Linked DNA regions of Mus musculus: all the other regions are linked to region 1. Evidence: chromatin contacts called from public HiChIP or PLAC-seq, capture Hi-C and promoter capture Hi-C data. All regions are on one chromosome and are shown on one strand. The core of a region is the stretch at or near the end of the contact, and the rest is flanking DNA. Distances in the headings are between cores, read along the strand shown. Region 1 holds the start of Cchcr1 (coiled-coil alpha-helical rod protein 1). Region 2 holds the start of Ppp1r18 (protein phosphatase 1, regulatory subunit 18). Region 3 has its middle 8.1 kb from the start of Ier3. Region 4 holds the start of Gnl1 (guanine nucleotide binding protein-like 1). Region 5 holds the start of Msh5 (mutS homolog 5). Region 6 holds the start of 2310061I04Rik (RIKEN cDNA 2310061I04 gene).

What was found. Promoter capture Hi-C pulls out the DNA fragments that hold promoters and counts their contacts. HiChIP or PLAC-seq counts read pairs in DNA pulled down with a chosen protein or histone mark. Capture Hi-C pulls out chosen DNA fragments and counts their contacts.
Region 2: a capture Hi-C map of embryonic stem cells shows a contact between it and region 1, with 2.7 times the contacts expected there. The contact joins the promoter of Ppp1r18 here to the promoter of Cchcr1 in region 1. A contact is called at or near these places in 8 of 39 promoter capture datasets (the 3T3-L1 cell line, the HPC-7 cell line, the SN4741 cell line and 4 more), 2 of 484 Hi-C or Micro-C datasets (embryonic stem cells and uterus), 4 of 115 datasets of contacts at active chromatin or transcription factors (embryonic stem cells, neural tube and pancreatic cancer cells) and 3 of 9 other capture datasets (adipose tissue, embryonic stem cells and liver).
Region 3: an HNF4G HiChIP or PLAC-seq map of pancreatic cancer cells shows a contact between it and region 1. The contact joins the enhancer-like site here to the promoter of Cchcr1 in region 1. A contact is called at or near these places in 9 of 39 promoter capture datasets (the C10 cell line, the HPC-7 cell line, cranial neural crest and 5 more), 5 of 484 Hi-C or Micro-C datasets (the G1E-ER4 cell line, embryonic stem cells and olfactory sensory neurons), 5 of 115 datasets of contacts at active chromatin or transcription factors (effector CD8 T cells, embryonic stem cells and pancreatic cancer cells) and 2 of 9 other capture datasets (liver and pancreatic islet).
Region 4: a contact with region 1 is called in an HNF4G HiChIP or PLAC-seq map of pancreatic cancer cells. The contact joins the promoter of Gnl1 here to the promoter of Cchcr1 in region 1. A contact is called at or near these places in 3 of 39 promoter capture datasets (cranial neural crest, neural stem cells and pre-B cells), 2 of 115 datasets of contacts at active chromatin or transcription factors (memory CD8 T cells and pancreatic cancer cells) and 1 of 9 other capture datasets (adipose tissue).
Region 5: a contact with region 1 is called in a promoter capture Hi-C map of erythroid cells, with 9 times the contacts expected there. The contact joins the promoter of Msh5 here to the promoter of Cchcr1 in region 1. A contact is called at or near these places in 1 of 39 promoter capture datasets (erythroid cells) and 1 of 9 other capture datasets (liver).
Region 6: a contact with region 1 is called in a promoter capture Hi-C map of pancreatic islet. The contact joins the promoter of 2310061I04Rik here to the promoter of Cchcr1 in region 1. A contact is called at or near these places in 4 of 39 promoter capture datasets (cranial neural crest, embryonic stem cells, liver and 1 more), 1 of 484 Hi-C or Micro-C datasets (CD4 T cells), 3 of 115 datasets of contacts at active chromatin or transcription factors (embryonic stem cells and pancreatic cancer cells) and 3 of 9 other capture datasets (adipose tissue, liver and pancreatic islet).

What each region holds. Positions count from the first base shown.
Region 1 is chr17:35,515,949-35,519,156 of GRCm38.p6, forward strand. It overlaps Cchcr1 (coiled-coil alpha-helical rod protein 1), which reads left to right and starts at 1,305. Exons shown (of 18, transcript NM_001372297.1): 1 at 1,305-1,991; 2 at 2,269-2,335; 3 at 2,431-2,644. The coding sequence starts at 1,794. It overlaps Tcf19 (transcription factor 19), which reads right to left and starts at 876. Exons shown (of 4, transcript NM_001163764.1): 1 at 811-876; 2 at 1-482. The coding sequence starts at 167.
Region 2 is chr17:35,864,901-35,868,102 of GRCm38.p6, forward strand. Ppp1r18 (protein phosphatase 1, regulatory subunit 18) reads left to right here and starts at 1,715. Exons shown (of 3, transcript NM_175242.1): 1 at 1,715-3,202. The coding sequence starts at 2,335. Nrm (nurim (nuclear envelope membrane protein)) reads left to right here. Exons shown (of 4, transcript NM_134122.2): 4 at 1-500.
Region 3 is chr17:35,811,919-35,815,273 of GRCm38.p6, forward strand. No RefSeq gene overlaps it. Among named protein-coding and RNA genes, the nearest start is that of Ier3, 8.1 kb to the right of the region's middle. Within about 2 kb of position 1,448, at least 276 of the 459 cell types and tissues checked have an H3K27ac peak or open chromatin away from gene starts, as enhancers often do. A contact at or near this core is called in the G1E-ER4 cell line, the HPC-7 cell line, effector CD8 T cells and 5 more, where this site is marked.
Region 4 is chr17:35,978,121-35,981,489 of GRCm38.p6, forward strand. Gnl1 (guanine nucleotide binding protein-like 1) reads left to right here and starts at 1,835. Exons shown (of 12, transcript NM_008136.2): 1 at 1,835-2,127; 2 at 2,497-2,662; 3 at 2,942-3,078; 4 at 3,187-3,338. The coding sequence starts at 2,055. It overlaps Prr3 (proline-rich polypeptide 3), which reads right to left and starts at 1,175. Exons shown (of 4, transcript NM_145487.4): 1 at 1,007-1,175; 2 at 261-323. The coding sequence starts at 1,118.
Region 5 is chr17:35,045,026-35,048,481 of GRCm38.p6, forward strand. It overlaps Msh5 (mutS homolog 5), which reads right to left and starts at 1,720. Exons shown (of 25, transcript NM_001146215.2): 1 at 1,675-1,720; 2 at 1,206-1,362; 3 at 905-1,028; 4 at 269-349; 5 at 89-151. The coding sequence starts at 1,349.
Region 6 is chr17:35,896,015-35,899,187 of GRCm38.p6, forward strand. 2310061I04Rik (RIKEN cDNA 2310061I04 gene) reads right to left here and starts at 1,364. Exons shown (of 6, transcript NM_001033630.1): 1 at 1,177-1,364; 2 at 1-58. The coding sequence starts at 1,248. It overlaps Atat1 (alpha tubulin acetyltransferase 1), which reads right to left. Exons shown (of 13, transcript NM_001142744.1): 11 at 2,374-2,453; 12 at 2,243-2,285; 13 at 1,581-1,901. The coding sequence ends at 1,727.

The sequences.
Region 1 (3,208 bases), core at 55-2,554:
ACTCCAGAGATGAGGCCGGGCTCCTGCTGGGGCCGCAGGGCCACATCACACAGGTCGGCCCTGCAGCCCAATCGATAGGTGCAGCCAGACTTGGACGGGGGGTGGAAGGTGTAGAGGTCACCGCCCCTGCCGCCCCCTATACGCAGCAGCTGGAAACAGGGCAGCATGGGGGGTGCCCCCTCTGCACCACTTTGCCCACCTCAGAAGTCCATTCCCTCTCCTACTCCTGGGTCATGCACCGTGGGCTTCAATTCAGTTCTCTCTGATGTCAACAGCTAAGTATTGTGCCTAATGCCAACTTAAGCAGTGCAGATTCAGAGCGCCAGAGGCCTGGATATGCACCAAGACAGAGGCTGTCAAGATGAGGTTTAAAAAGCAATTCCAGTAAAGTCCTGATGCGATGCAAAACCAGGAAGACGTCTTGTGGCACCTCAGTGAAGCCGGATCCTCAGGCGGCTCAACATCCGGGAGCCTCCGACAATCTGTGCAAGGCAAAGCTAGTTTAAACCGCAACTGGGAACAGGCAGAGGGGGTGAAGGGGCCCTGGTACACAAACGTGCGTGTGACACGGGTCTTCTCCCTAAGTGTAACCTGGAGTCAGGGAATTTATGGTTAAACTTTCTAATCCAAGTAGCGCACCCCTTCCATCTTTCCCCCCCACCCCCGCTCTTCGGATCAGTTCCCCTAAGGGAAGTGAATCCACTGTCACCCGCAAAGGGCGGCGCAGACGGGTCCCTAATTCTGTAACAAAGTGGATCTCACCCTTTCTTTTTTTCGCTCGCGGGGTAAACTGAGGAAGGGATTCCGTACCCTGCGTCCCGCGCTCCCGCCGAGGTTTGACAGCCAAGGAAGCCGCCCCGAAGGCGGGGCTTGGGTGAAGGCGCGCGCGCGCGCTGCGCAGACTCCTCCTTCGGAATTCCCGGGTCCGACTTCGCGCCCGCGAGCCCGCCCCCCCGCCGGCTGCTTCTGATTGGCCATCTGAGTTGCACCCATTTGCTCTATTGGCCGATGCGCAGGGGGGAGTTGCTCATCTCCCGCTCTCCGCCACTTCTGATTGGCCGGCACGTTTTCCCGGGTTCCCGGGGAGAGGAGGGGCCGTCAGGGCGCGGAGAAAGTTTGGGGCGTCAGGGTGCCTGCTTGCACCTTTCTTCTTCCTATTTCCGGTAGGGAGAAATGGAGCTGTAGAGCAGCCCGCCGCCCCGCGCATGCGTGATCTGGGTGTGGCGTCTAGACTGGGTGCTAGGTGTAAGGGGCGTGGCAAGAGGGCGGATCTCGCGCTGGGTAAGGGGCGTTCGGGGAGAGTCAGTTGGGGGCGGGAAGAGTCTGAGAGGGGGCGCAAGGGGGGCGGAGGGGATCCACAGGGCAAGAGGGGTGCAGGAGCTGGGTCAAAGGATAGATGAGGAGGTCAAGACAGCCTCAGAGTTCAGGGTCCTGACGGGGATTAGCCCGGGGTGTGTGCGGGAGAGAAGTGGGGGAGACAGGACAGGGAGCGACCAAGATAATTCCATCGAAAAAGACTCATACTAGGTCTAGGAAGAGAAACGGGTAGGAATCGCGGGGGTTGAGTGAAAAAAAAAAAAACCCAAAAACTTGAATTCTGATGGAAGTGGGGGAAAGAAGATGCTGTAGGACTCCGAAGAGAGATGCATCGGGAATGGAAGCCGAGGGGATAGAGAGCAACTGAGGCCCGTTACAGAGAGGCCCAGATGAGTTGCCAGGAAGCTGGCTTCCCAGCAACGGGCTCCCGGCTGCTCCGATTCCTCAGGGATCCTAGGGAAGACGCTTAACCCCACATGTGGCCTCATTCTTCCCGGACCAGGCCTTGGGCTAACTCTTTAATAGGAAATGACTCAGAAATCCTGGCTCGATGGTGCCTAGATGGGCTTCCCAACGGCCCTACCATTCCATGGCAAGGACTGTGGAGAGTGGGCTCCTTATACTGTGTCCAGAGAGTCCTGAGCTGCAGGGACCGTAGACACTTAAGGAGGAAGGTAAAGGCACACCACCCACATTCCTGTAAGTAGAAGGAAGCCTCGTCTCAGTAAATTTACCTTAGGGTTGTTGCCTGGTTCATTCTATCAGGAGCGTAGTTGGGACAAGCAAGTGGTTTGGTTACCGTGTGCCTTAGGGAAGTAGGAAAAGAGAAGCGTACAGCCCGATAGACCTGTCAGTAACTTAAGGATTATGACTTTGTTTTTATAGGGCTTTTTCTTTGGAAGGTGGCCTGAAAAATTGAATTGAAGTATCCTTGTTTCTCCTATTGTCCAGGGGAACATAGGTGACTGGAGACAAGAGCTACAGGATTCATATAACAGGAAGATGTTGCCACCGTCAGGTCAGTGAGGCTAGTCAAGGAGACCAGGATCATCTCCCTCTTCCCTCTCCCCCTCTCTCAGAATCTGACAGTCTTTATTCTTGTGACCCCCTCAGGTTTTGCTGGGCTGGTTCCTCCCTCCCACTTCCAAGCTCGGCCCCTTCCAACTCTGCCAAGAATGGCCCCGACCTGGGCTTCAGACGTTCCCTTGGTCCAATCTCCGGCCAGCCAAGATGTCTTAGAGAGACGGCTAGATGCTCAGAGGTCGACAGTGACCACGTGGGGACAGGATTTCTGTGGAGATGGGCAGGGGCTAGGGCGGAGAGGCAGGTAGGGATCTGCCAATCACCTCTTCCTCAGACTGACACATGGTCCTTCATACACGCATGCCTTCATTTCAGCCCCTGGTTCTATAACTTGTGTGGTTTTTCTATAGGCCATTGTTGGCCCCTACGACGCATAGACCACATGCGTTGGGGTTAGTGAGAATAGATGTTTGGACTTAAATTCTCATTACATAAGGAATGTAAATGTCTTAAGGGAGGGGATAAGTTCTGCAAAAGCTGTTTTAAAGCAAAATGACGTGCAGCTTAGACATGCTGACCCAGTTCTCCAGAGGCATACTGGCTCCTTTTGGAGTAGTTAAGCAGGCCTTTACAGGAATGTGCAACTGGAGCTGGCTATGCTCTGTGAATGTGGTTTTATTTGTTTTTTTTTTTTTGTTTTTTGTTGGTTTTTTGTTTGTTTGTTTTTTCAAGACATGGTGTCTCTGTATAACCCTGGCTGTCCTGGAACTCGCTCTGTAGACCAGGCTGGTCTCGAACTCAGAAATCTGCCTGCCTCTGCCTCCCGAGTACTGGGATTAAAGGTGTGCGCCACCACGCCTGGTGTCAA
Region 2 (3,202 bases), core at 465-2,964, 350 kb after region 1:
AGGGGCTGTGCCCTCTCCTGCTGGAGAACTCAGTTCCTGAATCTTGATCCTGAATTCTTATTCAAAGTTTCCTCCACTGGTCTTCAAGATCCGCCTCTCACCAGCCAAGAATGGTTACAAAACTCATGAGTCTCCTTTTCTCTTAGAGCATGACCTCCACACACACTGGGTCAGTTCACACAGGGGAGCACCTCAGCTCACACTGGGGAGCACTCACTCCCCTGGCACTGTTATTGGCTCTGCACCTCAGGGATTCCCTTCCATGTTTCCACCTCAGGGAGCTATGTCAGGGCCTATCTGAAAGTTTATAAGTAGTGGCTCTTTTGTACCGCGGCTGTGCTTCCTCCCCACTCCTGCCTTAGTTTCTCCTTAGGTCTTTCCCTACAGCTCTGTGTGGTCTCCTAAGGCGACGTCTCCCGATTTTAACTCGGGTTGACTCAGGGCTCCCTGCTCTCCCAAAGGATATGCGCTGCAGAAAAAATAAAATTTTATACATATGATATCCACTTGTCTGTCCATGACTCTCAAGCCGCAGAACCAATTGTGGGAAGGAAGATGAGACCTAGTTTTTGCGGTGATAGCCGAGCACTCTAAAACGATCGCAAGGCTGGGGCCACACCCCATGGACCCGCCCCATCTCTCAGTCGTCCAGTCCTGTTCCCTCCAAATATTAGTTTCTCCGCGTATAAATCAGGGAACCCACGGGAGACAGAATAACTCTCTGGGAGGAGAGCGAACTCCCAAAGCCATTTTGCCTCAGACCCCAGGGCCTGGCAGCCGCCTTCTCTGCCACGGTAACAAAGACTGGCTAGGGAAAGAAAAAGCGTGGGGAGGAGCGGCGAGAGATGGGAAGGGCGGGTCCGACTCCAAGCAGCTGCCGCTTCCTCCCCATGTCCCTCAGGGGGCCTGAGTCACGGGCCGCCGCCCCGGGTCGGCCAGCTGGAGAAGTGGGTCTGGACACCCCGCTTCTTCGGGGCTGCAAGGAAGGAAGCGGGTGAAGGTCTCTGGAGACAGACAACGGAGAGCGAGGGGATAGCCACAGCAAGAGAGAAGTCCCACCAGAGTCCACGCGGGAAGGAGGGCAGCGAAGCCCCGCCCTTCGCCGGGCTCCTCCCTGCGCCCCCTTCCCTCGCCCCATTGTCCGTAGACAAAGCGGTCGCCGCCCCCGCCTGGCCCCCAGTCTGCGTCTCCGTCCCTCCTCTTAGGCTCCCTCTTCCCTCCTCCTCTGTTTCCCTCCCTCCCTCCGGATCTCCCTTCGCCTCTCTCCTCCTCTTCCTCTCTCCCGACGCCTGACTCCACTGCACCTCCTCCTAGGGACCCCGAGGCGTGTAAGTTGACTATGTGGCTCCCACTTTAAGAGAAGTGCCTCCTGGCTCCAGATCTTCCCTGGAGTGTCTCCCCTTTTGCATAGATTGTCCCTTCAGTTCCCTCTGGTGCACAACCCTTTGGGTCAAGGTCCCCTGAGAGCCGGCTCCCTGGTTGGGGAAGACAGCAGAGGCGTGATGTGGGTCCTCGTCGCGCCCGAGTTCTGGAGCGTATCCGGTGGGGAGGCCGGCGAGATTGTAGGGACTGAACGCGGCTGGACGCCAGGGTTCTGGGAATGTACGGGGCTGCACACTTGCTCGGGTACCAAAAGTCCCCAAGGAGGGTATTTCCCCTGACCCGCCTCGGGGGCGGGAAAGACAGTGGGGTAGGGGCCGGACTGAGGGGCGGGGCCGAGCGCAGCCGGGAAGGCAGCCGGGAGCTGCGGGGGCCCCGTGCGAAGAGGCGCCGGCGCCCTTGCCTGTTTCCCGGTCTCCCCTTCTACCCTGGACCTCTGCCCTCTACATCTGTCCTCACCTCCTCACCTCCTGCCCGATCTCCTCGCCCTTCGCCGTCTGGTTCCCTGTTCTTCCCGTTTATCTCCCCCTGCGTACCGGGGGAGGCAGTCTTGACTGAATCCGCTCACTTCTCAGCCCCGGCTCCTCCGGCTCCTCTCTCTCTCCTGCTTTTCCTCTCTCCCCTTTCTTATATCTTAGGGACGGTCTGGTGCCCACAAACCCCAATCTAGCTCTGCCTCTGCCCGGAATCTCGACTCTTCCTCTCCCACTATCCCCACCCCCAACTTGGCACCCAGCTTTTCTCTTCAGTTTTTCAGTTCCTGACTCTTTTGCTGTCCTTCCTTTCACGGCCTTCCTCTATCTTCATTCTTAATTCCACTGTCCCCTCCTGCCCTTCTTCGTCCCTTCCCGCATCACTTCCTCCCCCAACCCCCATTCTCAGTCTCCGGGCTCCTCTGAAGCTTACCCTTCCTGTTCCTGTCCCCCAATACTCTCTCCTTCACTTCCAGTGACCATGACCGCTATCCCAGATTGGAAGCTACAGTTGCTAGCCCGGCGGAGGCAGGAGGAGGCAGCGGTTCGTGGCCGCGAGAAAGCAGAACGGGATCGCTTGTCCCAGATGCCAGCCTGGAAGAGGGGAATCCTGGAACGACGCAGAGCCAAGTTGGGCCTGCCTCCTGGAGAGGGGAGCCCTGTGCCTGGGAATGCTGAGGCTGGACCTCCAGACCCAGATGAATCTGCTGTCCTTTTGGAGGCTATTGGACCAGTACATCAGAATCGATTCATCCAACAGGAGCGACAGCGGCAGCAGCAACAGCAGCAGCAGCAGAGAAACGAGGTGCTTGGTGATAGGAAGGCTGGGCCTCTGGAGGTTCTAGAAAGGAGATCAAGTCCTGGTAATTTAAGAGATCAGAGTCCTAAGGGAAGAGAGTCCAGAGAAGAGAGGCTAAGTCCCCGGGAGTCCAGAGATAGGAGGCTGGTGATAGGGGGAGCCCAAGAGTCAAGTTCGAGGTCTCTTCGAGACTGGAGGCAGAGCCCAGCAGAGGCCAGAGACCTGAGTTCCAGACCAGCAGAGGCTCAGAAATGGAGGCTGAGCCCTGGAGAAACTCCAGAGGAGAGTCTGAGATTAGCGGGTTCTGGAGATGACAGTCCCAAGAGAAAGGAGGTGTTGGAAAGCATTCTGAGCCCTGGGGAGCCTGGTGACCAGAAGGCCAGCCCGACAGATGTCCATAAATGGAATCTTGACTCAAGAGAACCCCAGAAACAGAGCTTGATACAGCTGGAGGCCACAGAGTGGAGGCTGAAGTCCGGTGAAGAGAGGAAAGACTACTTGGAAGGGTGTGGGAGAGAGGAAGAGAAATTGAGTTCAGGGATTGTTCCGG
Region 3 (3,355 bases), core at 198-2,697, 300 kb after region 1:
GTGTGTGTGTTTGTGTGTGTGTGTGTGTGTGTGTGTGTATGTGTGTGTGTGTGTGTGTGTGTGTGCAAGGTACACTTACATGTCTATAGGCAAAACATTCATACACAGAAAAAAAACATTTAAAAATAATAAATCAGGGCTAGAAAGATGACTCAGCAATTAAGAGCTCTTGTTGCCCTACCGGAGGGCCGGGCACCCACATGATAGCTCATAACCATCCGTAACTCCAGAGGATCTAATGCATTCTTCTGCCTTGTTTGTTCCCTGGCTCCTTTGTTTATGCCTTAGGACTGACCATATGCTTTGTATGTACCTAGAATGATATAAAAGCAGTCTGGAAAAGAATAAACCCACTTCACCTTCAGCCCTGGCTGGAGTCATGTTCTAGTGTTGCCTTTTTGGTCTTTAATCCTCACTCACTCCCTCAAGACCATGTTGACTGACTGAACTGGCTTGGTCAGCCCGGGGAACCCCAGGCCCTGCCTACTTTGACTTTGCACGGTTATAGCTGTAGGCATCTTTATTCACCCATCAGGGATAACTTGGGGGGCAAGGTCACAGCATCACTTGGGTCTACTTGGAGATCCTCACGTTCCTGAGGGTCAACCAGGCCTTGGGGCCAGCGTTTAGCATGACAGTACAAACAAAAGAGCAAACCTCAATGCCTTAATGCTCCTTATCCTCTTCCACATCCAGAGGGCTGAGATTATAGGTTTGCACCACAGTGTCTATTTTTCCGCTGTGAGGGATCAGACCTCAGGCCTCAAGCATACTCAGCAAGCCCTCCAGCCACTAAGCCACATCTTCATCCTCACCTCACCTCATCAGTTCAAGAACTGAACCCAGGCCGTGCCGGTGAAAGTCCCAAGTGCCAGACTTTAGCACCAGGGGCACCTGGCTTTTGGAAGGTTCTTTGTGACCCAGCACCGCCCTCATTTCCTGAAAGTCCTTGGTTCTGAATACCAAATGCATTAGATAGGTTGGTCTCAGCTGAGATGCAGCAGCTCCAAAGGTGGCTCAGCTGCCCAGGAATGTGGGAGTCCCTGCTTTCTGAACTGGGGAATGTAGCTATACAACCACTCCTACATTCTGGGGGGCAGTAGCACTTGATCTATCCTCGATCTCCAGCAGACAGGAGCAACTCCAAATGAGAGCCATTCAGGGAAGGAGCTCAGTGGTGAGAAGAAACACGTGTCATCTCACATTCCCTTCGGTGCTGAGTGGGATTTCTAACTCCTTGATTGTCTGATGCGGGGGGAATGTCTGCAGTGGGCCAGAACTACTTAGGAGCCAGAATGACGGCAGCTTAAGGCCCAGACACTCTAGGGAATCTATGAGACAGTGGAGACAAAACCTGAAGGGAAAGCAAAGCTCTAGTCTGCCCGGTCCAGCTTCCTCTTTCATGAGGTCATGTCAAAGCCATACTGGGGAGGCAGAGTGCCAGGGACTGAGTGAGGTTGTTTTTTCCCTAACTTGGTTCTGAGTCACATGGCATCTCCTCTTCCCAGAATACCACCGCAGGGCTCACCCTTGGCAGCAGATCAAGCCAGTCCTAACACGCGATCCCTAATGGCATCTGGCCAGCCCTCAACTTGAGCATTCTAGCTGAGAGGCTTCTCTGGGAGGGGACATTCCCTCCCAACCTTTAAAGAAAAGGCCCTGTGGTACTGCTCTCGAGGGGGAGGGAGGCACAGCAGACTTTCGGGGACCTATAAAAAAACCCGCTTCTGAATCATGGGGCTTCAGAAGTGCAAGTCCAACGGAGGGCCTGTAATCTAAGGCCTTCAACTGTATAGATCAGTCATCGGTAAATACAGGGTACCACAAAAGGCATGACAAAGAGACACCTTTACCCACTCTACCTTTCCCCCGATTTGATCTTGTGTAAAAAGGGTGGGGTGGGCAGTGGTTCAGTTGGTAGAGTGCTCGTCTAGCATACAGGAAGTCCTCGGTTCAGTCATACCCTCCAGTTGCTAACACTGAAGTAATGACTGGAGCTGCAGGCCGACTCCCATATGATCAAGGTAGAGTGCTTGCCTAGCACACAGAGGCCCTGTGTTCAGTGTCTAGTACCCAGTAAATTGCGACTAATCCCAGCAGTTCAAGGTCCTTCTCAGCTACTTAGAGAGTTCAAGGCCATGGTGAGTTTCATGAGTCTGCCTCTCTCTCTAGAGACAGAGGTCTCTCTGTCTCACTCTCTGTCTCTCTGTCTCTGTGTGTGTGTGTGTGTGTGTGTGTGTGTGTGTGTGTGTGTGTAGGCATTCATGCCACAGTCTGTGAATGGAAATCAGAGGACAGCTTGTGGGAGTTGGCCTTCTCCTCCTGCTGTGTGGATCCTGGGCATAGAGCTTAAGGTATTTTAGGCTCTTTAGGCTTGATGGCAGGCATCTTTGCCACAAGAGCCATCTCAACAGCCAGAGACATTATCTAAAACAAACAAACAAACAAACAAACAAAAAACAGGCAGTGCCTTTAATCCTAACACTTGGGAGGCAGAGGCAGGCGGATTTCTGAGTTCGAGGCCAGCCTGGACTACAAAGTGAGTTCCAGGACAGCCAGGGCTACACAGATACACAGAAAAACCCTGTCTCAAAAAACCAAAAAAAAAAAAAAAAAAAAAAAAAAAAGAAAGAAAGAAAAATGAAAAAAGTTCTAGACCTTGGAAAATTGGAAACAGCGTCCTACAAGATGAACAAGTCAGCCTTCATAGAATTACAATCTGGCAAGAAGGAAACCGAAGCCAAAGAGAAGCCCTATTCTCTGCTTCCTGAAATCTAGTCTAGGAAGCCTGCGTTGGTGCAGCTGGACAAAGCTGGGCTGAGCCAGACCGAGCTGCATTACAGGGCAGGTAGACCTGTTACTGCTGCAGCTTGTCCAGCTGCTCCAGGCACATTTGCCCTGCTTTTGCGTCATAGGAAAATTGCCAGAAGCTGGTGGAAGCTAAACAATCGACTTCAGGGGTCATTGATTAACTGCCTAAGACATACCTCCGTGTTCTACTCCTATCAATGGAGGCCTCTGGCTAGATTTGTTCCAGCTAAACCGTGTGTCAGCCAAGAGCAAGGGTGAGTGTGTAAAATTCACTTGCATTGGCCAAAGAGGAAGTAGGAACACAGAAATCTCTCCTTTCTCCATGATGAACAAAGAACTGCAAAAGCTGCCTGAGAGAGCCCGGGAAGGAAATGGAAAAGAAACTGCAGATTGCAGCTCCTGTAATCTTACTGTTAGGGGCCTGCTCTCCTGCTGGGACCATCTTTACTTCAATGAAACTCCTGTCCACAGACTCATAGTAATGGCTCCTACCCAAGTAACATGGACTGCAGGCCAGGAAGTGTCTTAAGTATTTGTTTATTTA
Region 4 (3,369 bases), core at 585-3,084, 460 kb after region 1:
TATGCCCTCTCACTTTGGTCTTGGTAGTGTCCCATTTAGAGCCTCTATAATGGAGAACATTTATTTCTACACACAAATAAAGACAGACCTAGGAGTTAATCTGGAAGGAAAGTAACATTTTGACAACACCGTATTTCCAAACGGTTAATATATGATCCCTCATTTAGGTACACACAATCCCTGGGCTTTTGTTTAAGTCTTTAGGGGTCCATCCCTTCTCCAGGGCTTAAAACATGAATCAGGGCCCAATTTCTCCTCACCTGACTTGGGATCACCAGGCTTCCCGTTAGCCATGGGGGGAGGGCCCAGAAGGCTGGGTGGTCCTAAGAGCAGACGTGAGAAAACAGCCATCAGAACGGTGCAAAGGACTGATCACCTCGTCCTTACGTGGTCTTATAACACTCAGTTTTTAACCAGGTAAGTCATATATCCACTCAGCAGTGCCGCAAACTCTCACCCCGTCCATCTGCCCGTCCCTCTGCAGAGTTGTTTGAGAGTCCATCAGAGGGTAACAGAGGTCTCTAACAGCTCTTTCCTCACAGTGCTGCATCCACAACATGCCAGTGATTCCACGTACCCCAATCCCTCACCTTAACTGTTGGCCCATCATAGTTTTTTTCTCCTCTCCTTCCCTCGGGGGAGTAGTTCACAGAAGGTTGACCTAACCAGTGGAAGTGTGGTCACAAATTGTCTTCCCGATCATCACAATCTGTAACATCGCTGCCACCCCTCTCCCCCCGCCATTCTGCGGTTGCGCAAGCCAGATGTTTAGCCGAGCCGCCACCTCCCCTGCCTTCTCCAGAAAGGATTAGGAGCCAGATTGAGGTTGAGGGTTCAAGCAAGCGAAGCCCTCAATCCAGGTTCCACCAGCATCCCTCCCCCACCACGTCCCACCCCACCTCCACGCGTGCGCCCTTCCTCCTTCCGTTGGCACCTCCTCCCCCGCATTTCATTCTATCCTAGCCCCCTGGCCGGCTGACAGGCGTGTGCACGCCCTGCCCCTCACCCATGGGGCGCTCATCCTCCTCATCTCCAGGCTCGTCCCGCTCAGACAGTGCGAGATGTTGCTGCTGCTGCGGCAGCGGCGGCGGCTGGTCCTGCTTCTTTCGTTTCGGCATAGCGGCTGCGGCAATGGCTGCAGCAAGATTTGGAGGGCAGTGAGGAAGGGGCACACTAGCTTTCCTTCCGCTTCCGGGTGGGCGATGGGCCGGGTGACCGAGGCGCCCACCATGCCACTTCCGGGAGGTCGTGGATGTGCCGCGGCCGTTCGCTCCTACAAGGTGCCTCGCTCACCCCGCCGCGCGCGTGGGGAAGCTTTGCTCCCCCTTGTGCAGTTCCTCTCCACGTGGGAAAGCACCACCCCATTCCAGTGAGACACCGGACAGGCTTCGGGACTCTGGCGGCACGCGAGAGGCCTGTCGCATCCTAAGGTCGCCACATCCGGGCCCCAGTTACCATGGCAACAACTACAGCCACAACTCCGTGCTCTCTGACCTCTCTCCAAAAGTCCTTGTCCCGCTCGCTTTTCCTCCTCACCCGCGCTCGCACGTGTGGCCAGTGAACCTGCCTCTTCCGCAATCTCCTTACCGAGTCCTGTTGCCGCAGGCCAGTCCACGGGGCAGCCAGTCCACCGGGCAGCCAGCGCAGTCCCGGCTCTCCCGCCAGGGGCCATCCTCTCCAGGCGGCCGCGCGGTGGGGCGTGTCCTCGCCCCGTCGCCCGGCCCCCGCCAGGTGAGTGGCAGCTCCCGGGAGCGCCGGGCGGCGGTGACACGCGTCCCCCCTCCCGCGACTGCCACTTGGTAGCGCCCGTGACGGAGTCGGCTCGGGCCTCCCACGCGCGTCTCCCGCTCGCCGCACCGTGCATCCCGGACCCGCGGACTCTCACGTGCCGCCGCTTGCATCCCCGCCGCCCCGCTCCCCGCTCCCCGCCGCTCGCTGCTGACGTCACCGCGGCCCCGCCTCCCCAGGGCCCCGGGCCGCCGGCGGGGGCTGCCCCGGGGAGTCAGTTGCGGCGGCGGGGAGCTCGGCGGAGGGCGGGCCGGGGCTCCGGGGCCATGCCGAGGAAGAAGCCCTTCAGCGTGAAGCAGAAGAAGAAGCAGCTGCAGGACAAGCGGGAGCGGAAGCGAGGTCAGGGAGGGGGCGGGGCCGCTGCGCAGCTCTGGAGGAGGGCTGTGCCGCGGCACCGCGGGCGGGGGGTGGGTGGGTGGGCTCTCGCGATCCCGCGTGGGCTGCCACGGTGGGGGTTTCCCGCAGCGGCGGGACGGGGAGGGGTGGAGGGTGGGGGATGGGAAACTCTGCTTCTGCTTCTGCTGCTGCTGCCACAGGGCGCTGTGACGACCTCCAGGCCCATCCGGGACGGGGTTGGGGCGCGCGGTTGGGAAGATGGAGCCTCTGGAGAAGTTGGGTCGGCTGAAGAAGAGCTTGTCCTACCGGCTCGGGGGGCTTTAGGTCCCCTAAGAACCGGTCTACACCGGCGTCACCGGCCCCTCCCCTCAGGGCTCCAAGATGGGCTGCGCTCCAGTTCCAACAGCCGCAGCGGTAGCCGGGAGCGGCGGGAGGAGCAGACGGACACGTCGGATGGGGAATCCGTGACCCATCATATCCGCAGGCTCAACCAGCAACCTTCCCAGGGCCTGGGGCCCAGAGGCTACGACCCCAACCGGTAAGCCAAGGAGAAGGGCGCTGGCCGCAGTTTCCCCGCCCTCACCCTTAGGAAAAGCTTCCGATGAAGGATTGAAAGTGGAACTAGTGAGGCTGGAAGCCAAGGAAGGTGGTTCTCCCTGGATGGGCCACAATCTTTCTTGCCTTCCAATGGGGACTGTCAAGAGTTTGTTTAGAGGAGACTTGAACAACCAGGAGAGGAACCTTTGCAGTTTTGTGGTCAGAAGAGGAGATTGTTTGTCACAGGACTCCACTAGATGTGTGGTCCCTTTCCCCTTAGATACCGGCTGCATTTTGAACGGGACAGCCGGGAGGAGGTGGAGAGGAGAAAGAGAGCGGCCAGAGAGCAAGTGTTGCAGCCGGTCAGTGCTGAAGTGTTAGAGTTGGATATCCGGGAAGTGTATCAGCCTGGCTCAGGTGAGTGGGGGCTACTTGTGTATGCCATCAGCCTGGGGAACTTGCTGGCCAGAGAAGGGGTCCAGAAAAAGTCCTCATGCTTATCCGGTCTCTTTCCTTGTTTCCCAGTCCTGGACTTTCCCCGGCGGCCTCCTTGGAGTTATGAGATGTCCAAGGAACAGCTAATGAGCCAGGAGGAGCGGAGCTTCCAGGAATACCTTGGGAAGATACACGGGGCATACACTTCAGAGAAACTCAGCTACTTTGAGCACAATCTGGAGGTGATGGTGGCGTGTTTACTGAGTCGACATA
Region 5 (3,456 bases), core at 470-2,969, 470 kb before region 1:
AGGCAAGGTTTCTGATAATAGGAGCTCCTTTCAGAGAAAGGACAGAGGCCCTGGGATGGGGGCTGGTAACATAAAAGGAAGGAGCTACCAAAATCCACGCTTGGCAGAAGTATGATTTCAGGTCCCTTTGGCTCTCTGTGCTCCTCGGAGGCTGTGGAGGCAAGAGGCCACAGTCTTGTACAGTTCAGGCCTGTCATTGTCCCATGCTCCCTCCCAGCCAAAGATTTAGTAGTCTATTTCCATTTCCCCTTCTCTATGCAATCCTTACCAAGCTTCCCTAGAAATCGAGTCATAGCCTCATCCTGTTTGGCACTTGTGACAACAGACTGGGGGTTGATTTCATCCAGAACTTGAAGAGAGAAGGAAGGTGCCTGATGAGTCGAAGGATATCTCCACTGTGACTAAGAGGAAAGTGGTGGCTCTCTTCCTGCCACTGTCTGTTCTCCTCAAGAATTTATCATCTTAGCCAGGCATGGTGACACATGCCTTTGACCCCAGCCCTTGGGAGGCAGGGGAATCTCCATGAAATCAAAATCTGCCTGATCTACACAATAGGTTTCAGGATAAACCAGAGCCACATAGTACATAGTGAGACCCTGTCTCAAAAAAAAACCAAAACCAAACTAAAGTTATTTTATGTCTGTAAGGGATGGTCTGCACACTGGGAGCGCAGTGGAGGAGACTTAGTAAAGGCACGGTGGGAAGGAACAAGAGTGTCCTGGAAACTATCACTAAAATCATGGTTTGCCAGGGACAAAATCTGTAGCATTTCACATACAGTAGGTACCTAATAAAGTTGTGTTGAATAAGTAATTCCTAAATCAGGTGACTATAAACTACATGAGGATGTATGAGTGAACACACGTCCCACCCCAGAGGAGAGGAATGCAGGGCTCTGTCGCACCTCTCTGGAGAAGCTTTAGGCTCTCGTGGTCTGGGGCATCTGGCATGAAGTGGATAGTGGAGTCACTAGTGTCATAGTAAGCAATGCCCAGGTATCCCGAGCTCCACAGCACGCACAGATGGATCTGTCCCGCGAGGAAGGAAAGGGGATCGATATCTGAATCCCTCGGAAGGGCATGGATTGGTCATCCCTTATTATTAATCATTTAACCAAATCTCGGAGATAGGCACTCATGGGGAGTTTAGTCAACGTGAAACGGGGTCGGCTCAGCCTCTCCCAGCCCTCCCAACTCCGCGGACACCTCGGCGGGCTCCTCCTCGTCCTCTTCCTCGATACCTCCAGGCCCCGCCATTGGGGGCTGAGGGCTGGGGAAGCTGGCTGAGGGGATTCCGGATCTGGGTCCGGGTCCCGGCGGCGTCCGGCCTGGGGTCGCTCTGAAAGCCATGGGCTCGGCGACTCTGAGGACATGGGAGGGGAAGGAGGTCCAAAAGCAGCATTCAGCAGGCGGCTGGTGCGCGGGCTTTCAGGGGACAGGCGCGGGGGCTGCCCCTTTAGGTTGGGAGCAGCTCCGAGCTACTGTCCCACCCTCATTCCTGTCACTCGAAGCCGTGCTTTGGAAGCTCTGACGGAGCGCGCTGTCACGTCAAGTCTCTCCCGCCACCCACGCCCTTACAGCCGCAGCGCGCTCTCCTGACCCACCCCCACCCCCTCCCCCACCCCCACCCCACTGGAGCCGCCAATTCGCAGCACTTTCCCGCCTTTTCCGTCACCTCAGCCGCGACGATCCACCTCCCTGACCAACCGCCGCAAGCCTGCAGCCTGTAGGCGTGGGCCGCGCGCGCTCGCCCCGCCCCCTTAGTGGCTGAAAGGGTCTGCTTAGCCATCCAACGGGAAGGCGGTGAGGACGCTAGATGTCGATTGGTCCGTTTGCATTGGGGGCGGTGCTAGAGTGTTCAAAATTCCCGCCCTCTGCCGTTGCTAAGCAGCCGTGTCGCAGAGCTTTGATTGATGTTGGGCGGAGCCCGCCCTAAACTAAGGTCCCCGCCTGGAAAAAGGGTCTGGGCCACGGTGGAGAAGGCCAGAGCCCGGAGGCCGACCTTAAAGGGCCAGAGGCAGTCTTCCTCCTTCCTGAAGAGTGGAGAGAAGCAACATTAATTCAACCTGTGCCAACAGCAACAACTCCGTTAATATTTGTACCCACTAAGTTAATATTTATAAAAAACTCAGAACAGTGCCCAGCAAACAAAGTAAGCGCTACATGAGTGTTTTAAATAAATAAGTGGAAGTAAGAACTAACTCCTGTTTCAGACCTACTTTGCCTGTTTCCTGATTGCAGGAGATGATCACCAACCACAGGAGCAACACGGGGCTTGATTATTTTGGAACCCCTGAAGAGGAAGTATAAGTATCTGAAAGACACTAAATTCTGAAAGTAGACCTAATTAGAACACATACAACCATACTACAGTCCTCTCACCCCTAAGGACACAGGGTATCTCTGACTGATGATCCATCTGGATGGGAAAGAAGGAGAAGGAAGGAGTTTCTGAGGGAAAGAAAAAAAACCATACTTTACAAAACAATAAACAAACAAACAAAAACTTCAGTGCTGGCTTAGCAGGTAAAAGTACCTTCAATTTTGTACCCAGATTGTCCTCTGTCCTCCATACCTGTGCTGCTTGTACACACACACTCACACTCACACTCACACACCACATAATTTTTTAAAAACTGTCCTAGCTACACTAAACTAAGATCCTGCCTGAGGTTCAGAAATGGCATGAGGTGACCTGGCTCTGCTGATCAGCGACTGGAAAAATCATCTCCAAAGGGGAGCAGGTCTAAGGGCTGGGTTAATGGTTACTCTTGGCAAATTATTGAGCAATGGAGTTATGGAAACCTGGAAGAGGTTATTGGTGACAGCTCTGGGGAGTGGCAGAGAGGGACACACCTTCCATTCTGGGGTATGAAGAGATTAGGGACTGGTTTACCAAGAAGAGGAAGGGATCAGACCCAGGAAGAGAAGGCAGCAGAAGAAAAGAAGAGCTGGAGAAAGAAGAAGTGGGAGCTCAGAGATAAGATGGCAGTCTACATTTTTTTTTTTTTTAATGCAGTCCTGGCTTCAAATCCAGGAGCACTGCTGGGTGATCCCAGGACAGAGCAGCCTGGAAAATAAAGGCAAGATAACGCATTTGTGTGTGCGTAGCAATTCAGGCAGCCACAGTCAATAGTGATGATCAGAGCAGCTGCGGCCATAAAGACAGCCAAGAGAGGCAGCCAAACCTGTTTGAATCTAAAGTTTCTCCCAGCGATCTAACTGTGAGCAGATTGCCCGCTGGCCACTTGCTGACCAGAGGGAAAAAAGGAGGTGTCTGGGAAATAAGGCTTCATGGAAGCCATCTCTCTTATCAGTGGGAAGAGGCTCTGGTGCAGATCTCAAGGGTCAGCATAGAGGGAACATTCTTAGGACTCAGCTGGGGCTCACGCATGAGTCAGTCTACAACTGTCTGCAACGCTGTAGTTCAAAAGCCCAAACACCAAGTATATTCTGC
Region 6 (3,173 bases), core at 114-2,613, 380 kb after region 1:
GTGGAGTGGAGTGGGGCCAGAGCGGGGGGAATGGTAGAGGTCGAGGAGAGAGCTGGTCCTAGGGAAAAGAGAACAAAAAGAAAAAAATCAGACATCTAAGCATGGTGGTGTAGGGGCTACCATGGATTCCAGGCCAGCCAGGGCTACACAGACCTAGTTTTAAAAAACAAAACCAAACAAAGGAACAAGAAATCAGCTCATGCTCCTCCACCCCAGCTGGGCTGATCAGAAGCTTCAAGTCCTACCTGCAGAAGAGAGTTTACCAGAGGAAAGGGAGACATGAGGAAAGAGCGCAGGAGGACAACAGCACCAGGGCCACCGTCCCCAACTTTAGAAAGAACACCTATGATTCCATCATTATCCTGGTTTACTGCTCCATGGGAGAAATGATGCGATCTATATATAACATGTATCAGGATTCTGAAATAGAGCTGTGCAGGGCAAAGAACATCCAAGTGAAGGTGTGAATAGTTCTGAGTTGACTCTGTTGGAACCTCTGGGCACTCTGCCTGCACCTCAGTTTCCAGTAAATAGAGGAGAGGCCTATATAACAGGATGATGAATGTATAAACTTCGTCACCCATAAAGTAGTACATAAACGGAAGCTATTATCATTATATATTACATATATATTCTATATTATCATTTTCTGCACCATTAAATGACAATCGGGCCGATTGCTGAAGGGTGAACTCGGTCACTAACGCTGCTACTGCAAGGATGGCAGGTCACCCGAGGTCAAGCCTGATTCCAAGTCCCTTGGCGCCCAGGAACCCCAGGGGCAGGGGGTCCATGGGGCCTGGCCGAGCCCTCTGGGAGCCTTCCCCGTCGCCGGGGGCGTGGCCGTGCTCCCGCCGTCCCCCGGAGCCCGACCCGGTGCAGCGGCCAGCCTTTCGGGCAGGACCGTTCTGCAGGTGCACCACAGGCCCGCAGTTCCGGCCTCTCTGCCCTGCCCTTCAAGTCACCTCCAGGCACAGGTAAGAACGGCGGGGACCGGGGCCACCCGGGATAGCCGCTCCCCGGACCTCACCGGGAACGCCGGCCCTAGCGGGCCCCGCGCCCCTCACACGTGCAGCACACGGGTGGTCAGGGGCGGCGGGGGCCTCTGCGCCTGCGCGGCCCGGCGCCCCGCCCCTCGGCCGGCTCTGAGGAGGGTCTCCGCCCGCCCCTCCTCACCTGGGGTCGCGCCTGGTAGGCGCGGAGGCAGGGCCCGAGGCGCCGGGCGGCCCCCGGGCTCGGACGGTACATGGTGTTCCGGGAGTGAACGGGCGCCTCCCGCGTCCCGTCTCCGTCTCCTCGCCGGGCAGCGCGCCCCGGAGCCGGCTTCGTGAAGGGGAAAGGAGGGAGGGGGGGGCCGGGGCTAAGGGAGGAAAACGGAGAGACCGTGCGCCTGCGCACAGCGGGCCCGCAGCAGCCCAGGCGCCGCTACGCGGGAGTGCGCTTGCGCACAGCGGGCCGGGGCGCTCCCAGGGCGCCTGCGCAGCCTCTTGTCAGGCCTAGCAAAATGAGGGGAGGTAGGACTGAATATAGTTTCAGGAGAGAGACTGAGGGGCATGTGAATTTGAATAATGACAAGTCACTTTTTGTCGGTAGCTATAGTGATAACAAATAAATACTTTTATTGCTCTGGTTAAAAATAACGATACAAAGGATCTGAGGCTGACAGGCCTGTTGAATGAATGAGTGAATGAATGCATCCATACTGAGGACTAAGCTTTGGCCATGGTTACCAAGGCCTGGTGCTGCGGCGTTCCTGCAGGTTTCGAATGACCCTGGCGTTCATTATGTCCCCACCCACCGTCCAGGACTGGGGGGGTGGCGCCTGGGCCCTTGGAGCACCTGTCTGTGTAGGCTCCTCCCCAGACCCATCCAGTAACAAGACCCGATCCTCACTGGCCGACCTGGTGGGCAGGGAGATGAAGCGTGTGTTAGAGCTGCTAACGGGGAATTACGCTGAGACAATTCTTCAAGGTTGTGGGTGCAGGGTAATGTACAGACACCTGTTGGGTTTTAAGGCTGGGACAGTTACCACGGTGTCCAAACTTAAGTACTCAGAGCACGACAGAGGGGAAAAACACCAGAATTCAAGCCACAAGGAAGAAGGCTTATACGACGTTAGGTAGAAAGATGTGTGGGGGAAACTGGTATCCAGTTCACACAGACTTAGGAGGAAGCAGGAGGAGTAGTGTTAGGCAGTGTCAGAAGGTGCTGGCAGCTGTTAAGGGGGAGGTGTAGACCTCACCTATCCTCCGCTTCCTGTTCCCCCTGCTTCCGTTCTTGGTTGCCTGTGGAAATACCAGGCATCTAGGGAGACTGTAGTCGTATGTGTGTGTGACCTATTTGGTTGGAGAATAAGAAAAAGTGGCTACTTACCTGTACCCAGGAATGAGGTATTGAATCCCCCATGGCGGCTGTAGTGGCAGCTTTGGGCTACCAGCCCCCAGGGAGTCCCCCTGTAGAAGAAACGGGAGATGAAGGGGAAGAGGCTCAGGATGAAAAGGTGGCATGGAGGGGTCAGAGGAGAAAGGAGGGATAGCGTGGGAACAAAGACGATGGGCAGCTACCTCCCTAAAGGATTCTTGTCTAAGACTTCTAGCAAAGGTAGGGGAGGGCTTATTTTATACTTCAAGATTTCCTGTACCATCCTGCACTGTTGCTTTGCTCTAACTGGGATGGTGTGTGATGTGATCTAATTATGTCAAAAACACTTGGGCATGCAGGAAGGAGCTTGCTGAACCATGGTGCCTGAATGTGTGAACTCCCTTAAAATGATTCTTTTAAATATAAGAACTCGGGGCTGGCGAGATAGCTCAGCGAGCGGTTAAGAGCACCGACTGCTCTTCTGAAGGTCCTGAGTTCAAATCCCAGCAACCACATGGTGGCTCACAAACATCTGTAATGAGATCTGATGCCCTCTTCTGGTGTGTCTGAGGACAGCTACAGTGTACTTACATATAACAATAAATAAATCTTTAAAAATAAATAAATAAGCAAATAAATAAAAGAACTTTCAGGCCACAGTAGCAAGGAAGAAAGGGTAGTTTTTAGAGATGGTTGACCCTGTTGGACTATTATTATTATTATTATTATTATTATTATTGACAGGCTTTCACTCTGTAGCCTTGGCTGGACTGCAACTTGCTATGTAGGCTGGCTTCAAACTCTTACCAGGA